2 separate regions of the Sus scrofa genome follow, and region 1 is linked to region 2. The links are chromatin contacts, called in public Hi-C maps. All regions are on one chromosome and are shown on one strand. Each heading gives the region's core, a stretch centred on a gene start, on an enhancer-like site or on the middle of the called end of the contact. The rest is flanking DNA. Distances are from core to core; before and after follow the strand shown. Region 1 overlaps KLF3 (Kruppel like factor 3). Region 2 has its middle 88 kb from the start of MIR9840.

Region 1 (2,700 bases), core at 20-2,519, 410 kb after region 2:
GTGACCGGCCATCCCGGTTTGCCTGAGGCGTTTTCCTCGGATGTTGGACTTTTAGGGCTACAGCCAGGACAGTGCGGGGCAAACCAGGGCTCTTGGTCACTCTGGGCATGGAGACCGGAGGCCATCCTAAGGCACTATCGTGCAGCTCTGTTTGTCCCTGTTCCACAAAAGGATCCGAGATACGTTGTGTGTCCCTGCTGAGGTGGCAGACACTAAAGTCGGGGAGAGTTTTTTCCGCCAATTGAGAAACCCCATCAGGAAGGTAGCAAGGTTAGCTGGCTTGGCTGGTCCTCGGTGAACCCCAGTGCCACCTCCTAATGATAAAGGCCCATAAGCCTTCTGTTTCATAAGCTGTTTCAGCATTTTACCAGGTATCATCCTCAGCCTTAACACTGGACACAGCCATCATCATCCCAGAATTAAATGTGATGTTTTCCCATGGGACACAGTCCCCACCTTAACCTCAGTGCTTACGTTTATTATGAGACCACCGCTGCCGTACATTCTTTTAGGCTCAAGCAGATCTCTAAAGCCAAACCGCTTATTAAAGTCCATGTAAGTGAATGTGCCTTGTTGGGTGTTTTCATCTTAATTCACCTTTCAAGCCGATGCCCTTTCCTGCAGTTGACACGCTTCTGTCTCTTTCCCGACAGTCCTACCCGTCGAGTTACATGGAGTCAATAAAGCCCAACAAGTACGGCGTCATCTACTCCACCCCGTTACCGGATAAGTTCTTCCAGACCCCGGAAGGCCTGTCGCACGGGATGCAGATGGAGCCGGTGGACCTCACGGTGAACAAGCGCAGCTCCCCGCCCTCGGCCGGGGGCTCCCCCTCCTCCCTGAAGTTCCAGGCCCCGCACCGGAGAGCCTCGCCCGGGCTGAGCCTGCCCTCGTCCAGCCCGCCCGCCAAGAAGTACTCGCCGCCGCCGCCCCCCGGCGTGCAGCCCTTCAGCGTGCCGCTGTCCATGCCCCCCGTGATGGCCGCGGCCCTGTCCCGGCACGGCGGCATCCGCAGCCCAGGCATCCTGCCGGTCATCCAGCCCGTCGTGGTGCAGCCCGTCCCCTTCATGTACACCAGCCACCTCCAGCAGCCTCTCATGGTCTCCTTGTCGGAGGAGATGGAGAATTCCAGCAGTAGCATGCAAGGTAACCCCCCCTCCCCCGCCGCGGCTGAGGCCTTTAGAAGGACCTTGCCCTGCGGGTCTGCCCCGCAGGGTGTGGGGGAGGGAGCACCGGAAGCCTGGGGCCGGGAGCTGCTCTGCGCTGAAAAGGAAACATTCAGAGTCTGCCTAAGGCATTTCCTTTTTCTTTTTAAAGGGTCGATAGCTGGTAGGGCTCCCAAGAACCAGGCCAGCTGTTGAATGCTGTGAAAGAATTCGTTTCACTAAGTCACTGTCAACTTTGGGATAATATGAATCTTGACCTTAGAGTTTGCTTTATTGACTGCCAGCTTGGTGCTTAGGTGCAGAAAGGCATATAAGACATACCTTTAGGAATCCCCATTGGGGCTGAGTGGGTTAAGGACCAATGCTGTCTCTGTGAGGATGCAGGTTGACCCCTGGCCTTGCTCAGTGGGTTAAGGATCCCATGCTGCTCCAGGCTGCAGTGTAGATCTCACATGCCGCTCGGATCCAGTGTTGGCTGTGGCTGTGGTGTCAGCTGGCAGCTGCAGCTCTGCTTTCGACTCCTGGCCCAGGAATTCCCATATGCTGCAGATGGGGGCCCTAAAAAGAAAAAGAAAGAAATGCCTTTAGACCTTGTAATAACTAATGGCTGTTAAAAGCCACCTTGTTTACTGACTGGTCAGAAGCAAAGGCCTGGGGTTAAAGGAGATAAACAAAGGTCATAAGGAAGAAATCTTTGGGGGGCTGATGTCTTAAAAGTCCAGCTTCCTACATACAAAGCTTGCTGGGAAGATAATCTTCAGGAGCAACAGGAGTCCCCCCCAGATTCATGTCGGCTGTCACTGCCAAAGGCGCATACTCACACACACCAGTGTTATAGCTAGAAGCTGTGCAATAAAGTTTTTAAAGGCTGAATTGGTAAATTGTATATAGAGTGACTTTTCTATTTTTATTTTTTAGTACCTGTAATTGAATCATATGAGAAGCCTATATTACAGAAAAAAATTAAAATAGAACCTGGGATCGAACCACAGAGGACAGATTATTATCCTGAAGAAATGTCACCCCCTTTAATGAACTCAGTGTCCCCCCCGCAAGCCTTGTTGCAAGAGTAAGTATATTGAGGCCTGCCTGGCATTTGCATAGCAGTGTGCTTCTTGGAGCTGGAGCTGGAACAGAAGCACCAGCTTCCAACGCAGGATGTGTTGTGGACTGCCAGGGCTGCCTTGTTGCAGGGGCAGCCACTGGGCCAGACGGGAAAATCTCTCCAAAAGCAACGTACTCTGTCGCACAGATTACATCATGTTTTCAGTGACTTGGTCAGCAGTGATTTTGCCACTTAACTCCATAAATCATGTTTATCTTGGGTTTTATTTCTCATCCTTCCAGAGGCTGTGTATATAGTTCTCCCACCATCTTTATCCCCGTATCACCCTAGATAGAATTTGGTGTGGTAGAGACTCCACTTAAGTTTGGATCCTGAAACTGTGTCATAGGATCACACATCTTCCTTCCCGTTGCTAGTGCTCCTAAGTGTTTCCATGATGGAAAATGGCTTGAATCAGAATTTTTCAGG
Region 2 (2,846 bases), core at 255-2,754:
AGGCCGCACCCGTGGCATATGGAAGTTCCCAGGTTGAATTGGAGCTGAAGCTGAGGCTGACGCCACAGCCATGGCAACACTGGATCCAAGCCACATCTGCAATGTACACCACAGCTTTCGGCAATGCCAGATCCTTAAGCCACTGAGCAGGGCCTGGTATCGAACCTGCATCCTCCTGGACCCTATGTTGGGTTCTTAACCCAATGAGCCACAGAGGGAACTCCTTTATGTCAATTACTTCTCAATAGCACATTTTTACTTATTTTAAAGTTTTTTTTGAATTACAGTTGATTTACAATGTTGTGCCAGTGTCTGCTGTACAGCAAAGTGACCTAGTCATACATTCCTTCCATAATACATTTTTAAAAATTTCATGCTTGTATTTGATGTTTCAGCCTAGCTTTTCATTCACTCTAATCTCCTGTATAAATTATTTGTTAGGAAAATTTAAGACCCATGGAAACCAGCATCAACTAATTTCTCCATGATTTAAGTGACTTTGAATATACTTTTTCCTTGCTAGGAATGTTCTTCCTTAACTAGGTTACTTGATAAACTCCTATTTGCACCTCAAAACCCACCTCAGCAACCCGCACTCCTCACCCCCACTCCGCACACCTTTCTTTCCCTACCAGTCCCAGCTTATTACCACTTGCTCTGTAGTGTGCATTGTACACAACTCTACCTTTGTACCTATTCCACATTCTTGTAATTCATTTGTGTGTCCATCTGTTTCATCTATCAGACTGGACAGTCTCTGAGGGCAGGACTTTTTTTTATTTATTTATTTTATTTATTTATTCATTTATTTTTGCTATTTCTTGGGCTGCTCCCGCGGCATATGGAGGTTCCCAGGCTAGGGGCGAATTGGAGCTGTTGCCACTGGCCTATGCCAGAGCCACAGCAACGCGGGATCCGAGCCACGTCTGCGACCTACACCACAGCTCACGGCAACGCCGGATCGTTAACCCACTGAGCAAGGGCAGGGACCGAACCCGCAACCTCATGGTTCCTAGTCGGATTCGTTAACCACTGCACCACGATGGGAATTCCAGGACTTATTTTTATTCATTCCTCTTCCCAATGCCTAGAACTGGGCCTGCAGAGCAGAGCAGATCTCTGTAAGTCTATTGATTAAAAGCAGCGTTTTCTTTACTTAAAAAATAACTGAAAAAGCTCCAGTGCTGCTACTTGAAAACCCAAAGGAGATTGTTAGTGTGTGTTTCTGAGTCAGCTGTGTGACTCTGGGTGTGTCCAGACACAGGAGTGGCCCTGGCAGGGGGCTCAGAGAGGGGTTGTCACTGGGTCCAAGCCCCGCAGAGGGAAGCAGAGAGGAGGACCTGAAGGGCCAGTGTAGGGCCTGCCTCACCCCCCTCCACCCCCTCCCAGGCTCTTGGAACAGCTCTGTACTTAGAGCCACTGGGACAAGCCCTGGCATTGTTTGCCTCTAGGGTAGGGTCAGAGGCCTTGTAGGAATGGCATGATTCTACTTCCTTAAATAGCGACTTGGGAATGAAATGAGTAACCGTGTCTTTAATTAGCCATGCCCCAGAGGCCCGGAGGGGGCTGGTACATGGTGGGCTCTCAGCCAAGATCAGCAACGTGCGGCTGGCTCTCCATCCAGGAGACTTAGTGGGATGTTTTATTTGCCTCTCTCCCCCGAGCTGTCCTGTCAGCCCCTGCTCCAATCTGCCATTCTTTCAGCCTGGTGCGCTGCGCAGGGTTGATGGAAGGGAAGAAGGCAGGAGAAAGCTAACCTTTCTGAGCATCTCTTGGGCACTGGGTTCTATGCTAGACACTGGCAACAGCGAAACGAAAGATGGGAGACGCCCAAGGATGTCCTCGTGGAAGCACAACCCACGGAGTCCAGCTTCAGAGCAGCGGCCAGCAAGAGAGAGGCCCAGCCGCCAGAGCCGACTTCAGAGTAATTGAAGTCCTCATACTTTCAGAGTCTATACATAGATCCCCTGGGTGTTCCCTGGTGGCCTAGCAGTTAAGGATCCAGCCTTGTCGTTGCTGGGGCACAGGTTTTGATCCCTGGACCGGGAACTTCCTCATGCTGCCGGCAAGGACAAAAAACAACAAACAAACAAAAAAAAAAACAGCCACAAAAGAAAAGAAAAGAAAAAAAAAAGAGAATTCTCCAGAGCCACCTTCAATATCACCTCTTTCCTTTTGTACCTAGTTCTTCATACCCTGAGCCTATCTTGGCACTTTTTCTTAAAAACAGAGAAACAAACCAACCACCAGAAAACTACCCAGATCTATCCAGTGTTCCCTTTTGTATCCTAGAGGAAATATCTTTCTGGCCCTAGACCACCAGGCTCTCCTCTCTTCCAAACACCTCTTTCCTCGGTTTCTGCCATATTCTTCTCCCAGCCCTGGTCCTACATCACAGAAGAGAAGAGGAAAATCCTGGGAAGGGGGAACCCTATGCAGAGAAAGAGAGAGAGAGAGGGGCAGAAACCAAGTAGGAAGAGCCTGCTTAGCTGGTAAGGAGAGCGAAGGATGCTCGGAACACTTAGAGGCTCATACTTCCTCTCGTGCACAGCATGGAAGCCTGCAACGCAGCGCAGCGAAGGTGCAGGGGGCAGGGACGACGGAGGCCTGGTGCTGAGGAACCACTTCCCAAAGACAAAAGGCCTGATGTGAGTTTCGAAGGAAGACTAGGAGTTTACAGAGAGGCCAAGGAGAAAGGGATTTCCATCCAGAGGGAGCTGCATGGGTGATGTCCCCTCACATAAGACAAGAGAAGGTCAAATCCCTCAGTGGACCATGTGTGTCAGGCATCTGCTCTATTCTCTAGCTCCTGACCTCAGGCCTTCCAGCAGGGTAGGTGATCTCCA

The links. Hi-C and Micro-C count contacts between places; a contact is called where the count stands out from the background.
Region 1: a Hi-C map of fetal liver shows a contact between it and region 2, with 1.7 times the contacts expected there. The contact joins two enhancer-like sites. A contact is called at or near these places in 1 of 5 promoter capture datasets (fetal skeletal muscle), 22 of 47 Hi-C or Micro-C datasets (adipocytes, alveolar macrophages, brain and 15 more) and 2 of 2 datasets of contacts at active chromatin or transcription factors (alveolar macrophages and skeletal muscle).

The regions. Positions count from the first base shown.
Region 1 is chr8:30,046,727-30,049,426 of Sscrofa11.1, forward strand. KLF3 (Kruppel like factor 3) reads left to right here. Exons shown (of 6, transcript NM_001134352.2): 3 at 654-1,146; 4 at 2,085-2,235. Among named protein-coding and RNA genes, the nearest start is that of KLF3, 23 kb to the left of the region's middle. Within about 2 kb of position 1,270, at least 27 of the 83 cell types and tissues checked have an H3K27ac peak or open chromatin away from gene starts, as enhancers often do.
Region 2 is chr8:29,636,002-29,638,847 of Sscrofa11.1, forward strand. No RefSeq gene overlaps it. Among named protein-coding and RNA genes, the nearest start is that of MIR9840, 88 kb to the left of the region's middle. Within about 2 kb of position 1,505, at least 32 of the 83 cell types and tissues checked have an H3K27ac peak or open chromatin away from gene starts, as enhancers often do.